2 separate regions of the Sus scrofa genome follow, and region 1 is linked to region 2. Evidence: chromatin contacts called from public promoter capture Hi-C data. All regions are on one chromosome and are shown on one strand. The core of a region is the stretch at or near the end of the contact, and the rest is flanking DNA. Distances in the headings are between cores, read along the strand shown. Region 1 holds the start of SOCS3 (suppressor of cytokine signaling 3). Region 2 holds the start of CYTH1 (cytohesin-1).

The links. Promoter capture Hi-C pulls out the DNA fragments that hold promoters and counts their contacts.
Region 1: a contact with region 2 is called in a promoter capture Hi-C map of liver, with 3 times the contacts expected there. The contact joins the promoter of SOCS3 here to the promoter of CYTH1 in region 2. A contact is called at or near these places in 1 of 5 promoter capture datasets (liver) and 1 of 2 datasets of contacts at active chromatin or transcription factors (alveolar macrophages).

Annotation. Positions count from the first base shown.
Region 1 is chr12:3,641,270-3,646,669 of Sscrofa11.1, reverse strand. SOCS3 (suppressor of cytokine signaling 3) reads right to left here and starts at 1,951. Exons shown (of 1, transcript NM_001123196.1): 1 at 1,262-1,951. The coding sequence starts at 1,951. The coding sequence ends at 1,262.
Region 2 is chr12:3,352,232-3,357,524 of Sscrofa11.1, reverse strand. It overlaps CYTH1 (cytohesin-1), which reads right to left and starts at 1,260. Exons shown (of 13, transcript XM_013989851.2): 1 at 1,140-1,260. The coding sequence starts at 1,161.

The sequences.
Region 1 (5,400 bases), core at 702-3,201, 290 kb before region 2:
GAACAGTTCCAGGTAATTCCATCGCCACTACATTCTTGTAGGTTTTCACTGATCAGTGCTATTGCAGAGCGGGAGCAGCTGGGTGACGGGGCCTCTGACTTCCTGCCAGCTCCCCGAGGTGAGGAGGGAGGGCTGGGCAGGGTCTGGGGGCTCTGGGGCCTGGTGGCTCTGCTCTGGCCCCCGGCACCCCTGACCGGCCAATACCAACTAGGCTGGCATCTTCCTGCGCTCATCTCTGCCCCACCAAACGGTGAGTGGCCGGTGGGCGCCACCGCGGCGAGAACCCCTTGGCCTCGGCCTGGATTGGCTGAGTGTGTGGCTTCTTGTGTGCCAGTCCCTATCCATGGGATAGGGAGCATTTAAGGCGAATCTCCTAGCCAGACATAGTCAGGAGGCACAAAATAGAACACCCATCTTCTCTGTCCGGGGTCTGGGGTCAAAGGTGGCTCATCTCCTCCATCTTCCCCACCCCCCAGGTGCTGGAAGGTACAGCCTGGGTGGGGAAAGAAGAACAATGGACCAGCCCGCTCTCCCCTCCACACGCCACTTCCCCCTTAAAACAGGGGAGGGCCCTGGGCTCTCCAGCACTCGATGGACTCTGGGACCTGTATTTTTGGTGGCTGTCCCAAGGGGGAGGGGGACGGGGAGCAGAAAGGTCCCCTTGGGGGTCACCCCTTGCCCTTCTCCCCAGAGCCAGGGATGGAGCATGCCGCCGCCACCCTCCTCACCTGGGCCGGGGCGGGTGCGAGGGGCCAGGTCCCTGGCCAGCCTGCAGCCCCGGGCCCCCGAGGCGCCCTCTCTCTCGTCCACCCTTTTCCAGGCCCAAGACCTGCTCAGGTTGAAAGCTGTTTTAAACCAAATCAAAGAGCCAGCACGTTCCGTTGGAAAGTTCGAAGATTCCCGGCAGTTCTCACGAGTTCAGCACTCCCGCAGTGTCCCCTGTTTGCGAGCGCAGGGGGTGGAGGAAGCGGAGAGGAGAATCCGCTGCGGAGGCTGCTGTGGTCCCCCTGGGCCCGCCGGCTCCTCCGGAGAAGCTGGAGCGGGGGAGGGGCGCGCGAGTGGCTCTCCCCCTCCCCTCAAACACCTTCCAGGTCCCCACGGCCCTGTTCTGCTGTGGGGGGGAGCGCGGAGGGAGGGGCCTGTCCGTCCCCTGGCTCACCCAGAGCTACAGGACTCTCACGCCTGGATTCTTGTGCTTGTGCCATGTGCCACGGAGGAGAGGGGACCCTGGCCCCTCGCCCCGACCTCTGCCCTTTGCTCCTTAAAGTGGGGCATCGTACTGGTCCAGGAACTCCCGAATGGGCCCAGGCAGCTGGGTGACTTTCTCATAGGAGTCCAGGTGGCCGTTGACTGTTTTCCGACAGAGATGCTGGAGAGTGGCCACGTTGGAGGAGAGGGGCCGGCTCAACACCAGAGGGATCTTCTCGCCCCCGGAGTAGATGTAATAGGCTCTTCTAGGGGGGCCCCCCGGGAGCGGCTGGGCGGGCGGCTGCTCGGGCACCTCGGAGGAGGGCGACGAGGAGGGTTCAGTCGGAGGCGAGGAGAAGGAGGGGGCGCCGGAGGGTGGCATGTAGTGATGCACCAGCTTGAGCACGCAGTCGAAGCGGGGCACGGGCTGCGTGCTGCGGGGGTCACTCTGCAGCGAGAAGCTGCCCCCCTCGCACTGGATGCGCAGGTTCTTGGTCCCCGACTGGGTCTTGACGCTGAGCGTGAAGAAGTGTCGCTGGTCCGAGCTGTCGCGGATGAGGAAGGTGCCCGCGGGCTCGGCGCTAAGCAGCAGGTTCGCCTCGCCGCCGGTCACGGCGCTCCAGTAGAAGCCGCTCTCCTGCAGCTTGCGCACTGCGTTCACCACCAGCTGGTACTCGCTCTTGGAGCTGAAGGTCTTGAGGCGCAGGCTGGTGTCCAGGGGGCGGCTCATCCCGGCGGCGGGAAACTTGCTGTGGGTGACCATGGCGCACGGAGCCAGCGTGGATCTGCGCGGCGGCGGCTGCAGCTGCTCGGCGGCCTCCGCACAGCGGCCGCTACCGCATCCCGGGGGGCTGCGGGGAGGAAGGCGCGCGCCGCGTGAGTGCCCGGAACCCTCCAGTGCGCCCGGCCCGCCCCGGCTCCCCTGCCTCCGCCGAGCGGCTGGGACAAGCGCTGTCCCGGACGCGCTCGCCTGGGCCCTGGGCCCGACCCAGACACCCCACGGAGCCCGCCTAGCCCCCGCCCCCAGGCAGCCCCTTCCCCAGCGCGCACTGGGAAGGCGCCGAGTCGCAAACTCGGGCGCGGAAGTTGGATCTCTCGGAGCGTGGCCGGGGCGGGGAGCAGGAGAAGGGCCCCGGGGACGCTCTGGGCGCCGCTCAGTCCGTTGGCCCCGCGCGGCGGGGACCGAGAGAGAAACCCGAGGCATGGGGGGTAGGGAGAGGACACGAGAAACCCGAGGGCCCCAGCCCGGGTGTTCCGGGAACCTGGGATCTCCGGCTTCCATCCGCTCTGCCCCCTACCTCGTCCCCTCCCTGCCGGGAATGACCCGGGAAGGGGAGGGGAAACCGGGAAAAGCTCCCGGGACTGGCGAGTCTCCCCCCCTCTCCACGCCGCGCCCCTTCTTCCTACCTGGTCCTAAACCGAAGTCCCTGGCCTTTGGGCTGCGCCTCCTACGGTCCCCAAGGCGCAGAGGCGGCGCGGCGGCCAGCGGTGGCCCGCGCTGCGCCCAGATGTCGGCGGCCGCGAAGTCCACAAAGGGGCCTCGAGCGCGCGTCGCTCGGGCTTCGCCGGGGCGCCCGCCCTGCCCCCTGCGCGCCCCCGGGCCGGCTGGGCGGGGGCGAGGCGAGGGGCGGCGGCGGGAGCTGGGCCGGACGGGCGGCGTGCGGGGCCGGAGTCGCCGCGGCGGCGGCGGCGGCGGCGGCGGCGGCGGCGGCGGTGGCGGTGGCGGCGGAGCGGGGAGTCCGAGTCGGAGCCGCCGCGGAGGCCGCGCTCACGAGTATATACGCGGCGGCGGCGCCCCGCCCCCCGATTCCTGGAACTGCGCGGCTGGTCTTCTTGTAATGTTTAGTCACTACTCGCAGCAATGAAAGGCTGCGCGCGGAGGGGAGGGAGGGGCCGCGGGCGGCCGAGGGCGGGCCGCGAGCAGGGCCAGGGACCCGCAGAGACGCGCGCAGAGACAAAGCGCGACGCGAGGCGGCCCGGGCGGCCGGCGGGCGCGGCGCCAGCCCCGGCGGCGCGTTCCTGGCAGCGGCCCCTCCCCCGCGCGCGCTCCGCCCCCAACTTCTCATTCACACTTTCCCCCCTCCCTTCTAAGAAGGCCAGTTTCTGGCAGAGGCGGGGGCGCCGCTCCCGGAGCGCGGGCAGTTCCAGGAGGCCGAGCGGGAGAGGCTCCGGCTCCCCTTCCCTTCTTCTCGGACCTCGCGGGGACGCCCCCCTCGCCCCACCTGCGCCCGCCGGAGGTCCCGAACGCAGCCCCGGGCGTGCCTCAGGGGACCTGGGGACACCCCAAGGCCGGGCTGCGAAACTAGGGCCGGAGCTGGGAGCCCGCGCGGGTGGGGATGCGCGACGGTCACCTGTGGGCATGTCCTCAAGGCGAAGCCAGGAGTCCCAAGGTTGGGGGGTGGGGGGGCGGACGACGCAGCCTGCGTGGCAGCTGTCCGGCCTCAGCCCATCGGCTCACTGCCAGGCTCTCCGCGGACGCCGACACAGGTGCCGCCTCCCACCTCCAAAACAACAACACAAACACATGTCGCACACTTCTGTGTCTCCCAACCTGCGAAGTGCGGTGTGGGTCGGCCAGGTGCTTTTACGCGGCGGGACGGGAGGACGAACCACGGCCCCACCCCGCGCCCCGCGTCCGCTAGAGGGCGCCCTGGGGCCCGCTAGGTGCGGCGAAGTTTGATGCTTCGCCCCCAAGCCCAGGAAGGGGAACCCGAGGGGGCGGTGGGGATGCTGGCGCGCGGGGCGGGTGGGGGAGGGGCGAGGGAGCCTCGGGGAACCTGGGCGAGTTCACATCACAGTCTAGAATCAGACCTGGGAGTGAGAGTCCAGCCGGGGAGGACTTCCAGAAAGCAGTTTTCAGAAGTCAGCCCTCTTCCAGATGGTTCGGTCCTGCCTAGAATGTTGTGCCGGGTGTCTCTCTGCATGTCGCGGGGTCTCATCTCTCCGCGGGGGTGAGAAGAGGAGGTGATGGAGGTGAACGATGATGGACTTGTTCTTGGTCACCTTGGCATGGATGGGGGTGCTTGGGCCAACCAGGGCCAGCTTTAGGAAGAATTGAAAGTTTTGTCCTCTGTCCCCGAGCAGGCAGTGGGGTGCCGGGGACATCTGAGAACCAGCTTGAGTGGCACTTAGATTGTCACCTCGCAGGTGGCAGGGGCTGAGGGCGTTGGACTCTGCCCTCTCCGCAGATGCCACAGTGTGGAGGATAGTGAGTGGTCAGAAAGGAAGGCAGAGCTCCTTGGGCGTTTAGAAATCAGAGACCTGGCTCCTTTGCTTCTCTGGCAGTTGATAGGCACCTCGCTGTGCCTTCAATTTGCCACGTGTCTTCAGTCTGCGCCATCGCTTCTCTCCCCTGCCGATGTCTGGGGACTGAGTGAGATGTGGGCTGGACCCCCACCTTCTCTGGGGTTCAGCTTTGCCAGCTGTAACCCAGGAATAATTGTCTTTTCCCATCAGAGATCTGAGATTAAAAAAGCAAGATTCTGCATATTGGAGAGCAGAGTCATAAGGAGGAAGTCTGATTACTTCTTGTTACTTCTGCAGAGGGGGGAGTTGATTTATTCAACACATTTCACAAACATTGGACTCTATGTACCAGACATTGTGCTGGGCCTGGAAATACAATGATGAATAAGACCCGGTCTTTGCCCTCAAGATACTTGCAGGCTAATGAAATGGATTCTCCTTCTCGGTGGAATCAGGAGTTCATTCTCTTTCTCATCCATTGATTGGGAGGCTGCACCATGGCCATCTGTGCTGAGCCCCGCAGAGGACAAGGAAGACTCACAAGGAACAGCCCTTGAGTTAATGGATGAGAAAGTGCTTTGTAAATTATAAGGCTCTGATGCACGGCAGGTTCATTCATCCACAAACCCTCAATGACTGCCTGCTTTTACCAGACATGGGATGGGAACATGAACGCCCTGAGTGAGTCCCACGGGGAGACACAGGCACGGCAAGGAACATGGGACCCCCAAGTGATGAGGGCCATGAGAAAGGGGTGGTTGTAATTATGACCCTGTGAGACTGTGATCATTCATTTTTGGTGGGGGGGGGGTTGAAGTGGGAGGGGGTGGAGAGAAGGAGGAAGAAATATCCCCTGAGCTCAGGATTCCCATCTAGTTGGAGAGCCTCATCCCTCTGAAACAGATAATCTCAACAGCGTGGTACCCAAGCGAGCCCGGGCTCTGCCCATGGCCTGCAGCAAAGGTC
Region 2 (5,293 bases), core at 11-2,510:
TATAGGCCACTCTTTAATTTCCTATAAACAAAATGGTCAGTGACTTAACTAAAGCATCTCACGGAACCTGCAGCACCCCACGATCTGGAGCTATTTGCGGGAGGAATGCCCTGCCGCTGGCCAAGAGCTTCCAGGGTAAGCTTAGCTGGAGGAGGATTTGCAAAATGGTAGTTTTGTCAAGTTTTCTCTGTGTTGTGTGATTACGATGCCGCGTCTCTGTGCGCAGACAAGAAAGCAAACTTGGGTTACTCCGCGCCCGTCGGGCTTCCCCGGCAGGAGTTTCGTACCAGCAGCCAGTTCACACGCAACAGCGGTCAGCGATCGGGGGTGGCCGGGGTCCTGGCCCCGACGGCACCCTCAAGTCGCAGCCTGCCCACTACGGGTTCGCTGGCTCTGTTTTCTCATTTTCGCTCTGAACAAAGACCTGGACCGGGGCACACAACTTGCGAACACCGAAAGGGCCGGAAACTACGGAGAACGCGCCCGCGGGGACTCGAGCGATCGCTGAGGCCCGCGGTGGGGCTGCAGGACGGCCGGGCCCGCGCCGGATAGCGGCCCGCGACCCCCGCCGAGACCCCGGCCCCGAGACCCCCGCCCCGAGATCCTCGCTCTGCGAACCCAGCCCGAGACCCCGGCCCCGCGACCCTCGCTCTGCGAACGCAGCCCGAGACCCCCGCCGCGAGATCCTCGCCCCGGCGACCCTCGCCCCCGGGACCCAGACCCAGTGACCCTCGCCCCAGAGACCCCGGGCCCTAAGACCCACGTCCCAGAGACCGGAGGCCGGAGATCCCCGCCTCGCCAGCATCGGCCCGAAGATCCCCACCCTGGACACTCGGGCCCTGAGACCCCGGTCCACGACCACGGCCCCAGAGACCCCAGCCCGGCGACCCCCGGCGCCCGCCCTGGAGACCCGGACATTGCGACGCCGGCCCCTCAGCGTCCCTCAGCCCTCCGCCTCCGGGCCACCGCGGACCCCTGCCCTGCGGAGGCCACCGCCCGGCCCTGCTGCCCCGGGCTCCCGTCCGGCACCACCGTCCCCGGGAAACGCGAGCCGCCAGAGGCGCGGCCGGGCGCCGGGCCGGAGAAGAGAGGAAGCGAGAAAGAGGGCGTCTGCCGGTCGGGCCACGGGCCATACTGACCGTAGCTGTCGTCTTCGTCCATGGTGCCGGGGCCGAGCTCCACGCCCGGTTCGCCGCTCGCCCCTGGTCCCGTCGCTCCCGGCCCCACTAGCCCAGCCCGCCTCGGAGCCCCGCCCCCGGCCCCGCGCCCGCCGCCCGCCCCTCGCCTCCCGCGGGGCGCCCCGCCTGCCGCCTGCGCGCGCGCACACACACACTCCCCTGCACGCGGCCGCTTCCCGGCCGGCGCCTGCGCACGCGCGCCCGCCCAGGCCCCGCCCCCGGGTCCGCAGGCCCGCCCCCGCCGTTCGCGCGCGCGCCGCCGGGGCTGCCGGGGCTGCGTCCTCTAGAGCGCCCGCTCCTGCGTAGGCTCGCCCACCCAGGCCCCGCCCCCGGCGCGCCCCTTGGCCAGAGGCCCCGCCCCGACCACGCCCCAGCCCCAGCCCCGCCCCGGCCGCCTCCGGAGGCCCCGCAGGTTTCGGCTTTCGCAAGGGCAGAGCTGGCCCCAGCGACACAACCCAAGCCAGGCCGCCCACAAAGGCCCAAGGTCGTGTCCGGCCACTGAAGGGCAGGGTGGCCCTCGCTGACGTCAGCTTCGCAGGTCAGGCCCGCCCAGATTGCCAGAGGAGCCTGGCCCTTGGCCAAAGACCAGAATATTTGAATTCACTATTACTGTGGTCTGAATCTTAGTACTGTGACTGTCATGAGATCCCAGTCTCATACTTTCTTTTACTTGTCTTTATTTACCAGATCTAGTTTCAAAGGGAAGCACCTCGTCTCTGAGCCATGAAGGCTTTCGGAGACCTTGATTCCTGTGCCTCTTAAATTCACGAGTTTCTAGACTGTTCCCTGCATGTTTCATTTGCCTGCACTTTGCAGACCAGTCCCCTCCCACCAGTAAACTGAGCTGCCCCCCTTTGCTGAGCATGGGCCTGAGCTCTGCACCTGGGGGTGGGGACCTCTGCAATTTTTAATTTAGAAAAGTGAAGAAAAACGCCATTTTTCCAGCCACTCCCAGTTGCAGTCACTCTTCCTTGGTTTGGTGTTACCCATAAAAATTACAAGTGCCTCAGCTGGAAGGGACATCAAAATCACTCATCGCACAGGGAGGTCCAGGCTCCTCCTGGTGTGCACAGCTCTGGACACGCAGCATGACGTGCTGCACCCCGGAGCTGCTGGAGGAAAGCACAACCCAAATCCCCAGAAATGTCCCTTAAAGGTCACAAGACCTGGATTGCAATACCTGTCTCAGCAGCCTGTTTCCTTACTGGCCAGACAGCCCTAAAATATGCCTCCCAGGAGACAACAAAGAAAAGTAATTCCTCTCATGCAGAAGGAATAAATGAATGAGGAAACTTTCTGCATCTGCTTCCTATTTGCCTTATGACCTGGGCAAACAGCTCGACTCCCCGGACCTGTTTCCCACTCCTAGAACACAGCCTCTGCCTGTAAAATCCGGGCTTCTGCCCAATATTGATCTCCGAAGTGACAGATCTGTCACCGTGCACTCGGCTTCTCCACCGCGGACAATATTTTTGTTAGATGAGATGGATTTCAACACATCAGCCTGAGGAATCCTAATTGTTACATCCCATCAGGGTGCAGCTCTGGCCCACCCTTGGGTGGCTGAGACAATCATGTGTTCACAGACACCCTCTGACTCCCCTGAGTTGTCTGACCAGCCTGTGGTGGAGAAGCTTGATGGCTCCTGAGCGTCCGAGAAGGTGGTCTCCTTTTCCTTAGATTCCGTGCTGCTTGCGAGTCATTCCAGAAGTCAGACACTTCCGCTGTACAGAGTGTTTGTTCTCTTACTTCTCAAAGGTTGATTCTGGTGGACCTAGGAGTTTAGTCGTCACTGGTTTCACCTAACTCTTGCTCAATGACCAAAACTTGGGAGGAAAGCAATTCAGGTAACAAGGTAGTTCTAAGATCTGATCTCAACTCCCAAACCCGGTCCCTGGAGATGGAAAGGGATACGGGGCCTGAATGTTAATCACTTCGATTAGCATAGAATGGACTCTTTACAAATTCCCTTAACTTACATTGTTTCATTTTAACGGAGTGTTCAAAAGGCAGGTCCTGACGCTGAAAGGCTGAGAAACCAGTCACCATGGACTGAAGAGAAGACAGAATAAAATAGAATCCACGTCCATCACACATCATAAGGATGATGTTTGGCGCTGGTAGGGATGTAAAATGGACGTGACTGAGGGTCACTGTCGTAAGACCCTCTATCAGCTCATGGCTGGGAGGGTTCGTTGAACTGCTATCGCCCACTACAGATTTGGAAACTGAGGCTCACAGAGCTCACAGTGTAGAATAGGAGCCACCAGTTCAGCTTCACCTGCCGCTTGTGTCCTCAGCCCCTGGAGCACAGCGAGACCTCAAAGGGCAGAGCTGGAGGCAGGGAGTCTAGTTGTCTGCTGCTTCCCCCAGATCTCTTCAAACATTAGAATTTCAGAGCAAGTTTTGTGAGCCGAGGTAACCCCAGATGCATTCTTTCCTGTGCATATACGATGGTGTTTCAAACTTCTTTAGAAACAGTGTTCAAAAGGGAGCAGGTTCCCGGCTTCCGATACTTTCACACAAGGGAGCACCCACAGGCTTTTAAAAGATGGAGGCTGATTGCCACCTTCACCCACGTGAGCCGAGTGCCAAGCTGTATTAAGTGGGAAAAGGAGGACAGACAGGTGTGTATATTTCCATCTCTAACAAAAATACACATACATGTGACGTGTGTTCACTCGTACATTTAGCCATTTGACAAACATTGGGAGCGGCCTGGACTGTGCCAGCCACTGTTCAACATGCTGGGGGCACAGCACAAAGGAAGTGGCCACAAAGCCGTGCCCTCTTGAGGATTCCACCATAGAGGATGAGTGTGGACTGTGGCTGGCAGGTCACACGGGAGCCTGGAGACCACCCTGCCTCGGGGAGAGGAGTCCGTTGCCAGGGCAACAGAAGCAGGAGACTCTTCAGTACAGACCCTCCATCCTCTTAGGAGTCGAACTGTGAATCCAGAAGGATACGTTGAAGCCCTAACCCCAGTACCTGTGAATTGTGAGCTAGTCTGGAAACAGGGTCTTTGCAGATGTAATCGAGTGAAGATGAGATCATTAGGATGGTCCCAACCCAATGACTAGTGTCCTTATGAAAAGAGATGAGGACACAGATACACAGGGAAGGCCACGTGAAGATGAAGGCAGACACTGGAGAGGCACTGCCACAAGCCAAGTGGCGCCCGGGTTACCAGAAACTGGAAGAGGTAGAGGATTCCTCAGAGAGAGCACGGCCCTGCCAACACTGATTCCAGACTTCCAGCCTCCAGACTGTGAGGGGATAAACTTCTGTTGTTTTAAGCCACTCTGTCTGTGGGACTTTGCTATGGCGGCCCTAGAAAATTCATAGCTTGCTATTTATGTAGTTACTTGGCTGCCCCACGGCCTGTGGAGTTCCCAGGCCAGGGATCAGATCTGAGCTGCACCTGGGGCAACACTGGATCCTTAACCCGCTACGCCAGGCCGGGGATCTCACCTGCATCCCAGGGCTCCAGACACACCGCCGATCCTGCTGCTAAATTATTTACCGTATGCATGTATCACCCATTTTCTGCTTCTTCAATTGAAGTATGGTGGATTTACAAGGTTGTGTTAGTGTCTGGTGTACAGCAAAGTGATTCAGTTGTGAATATATATACATGGATTCTGTTTTTGTTTTTGGCTCCATTAGAGGCACATAGAAATTCCCAGGCCAGGGATCGTAGCTAAGCCACACCTGCGACCTATGGCACAGCTTGCAACAAAACTGGATCCTTAATTCACTGAATGAGGCCAAGGACTGCACCTGTATTCTCACAGCCAATGTTGGGTCCTTAACCCGCTGAACCACAACAGGCACACCTTAAAATAATGTTTTAAATACGAATTTTATTTAATTAATTTATTTTTGCTTTTTTAGGGCCTCACCTGTGGCATGTGGAGGTTCCCAGGCTAGGGGTCGAATCGGAGCTACAGCTGCTGGTCTCCACCACAGCCACAGCCACACAGAATCCCAGCTGGTCTGCGACCTACACCACAGCTCACCGCAACCCTGGATCCTTAACCCACTGAGTGAGGCCAGGGATTTAACCTGTGTCCCCATGGATCCCCGCTGGTTTCGTTTCTGCTGCGCCACGACGG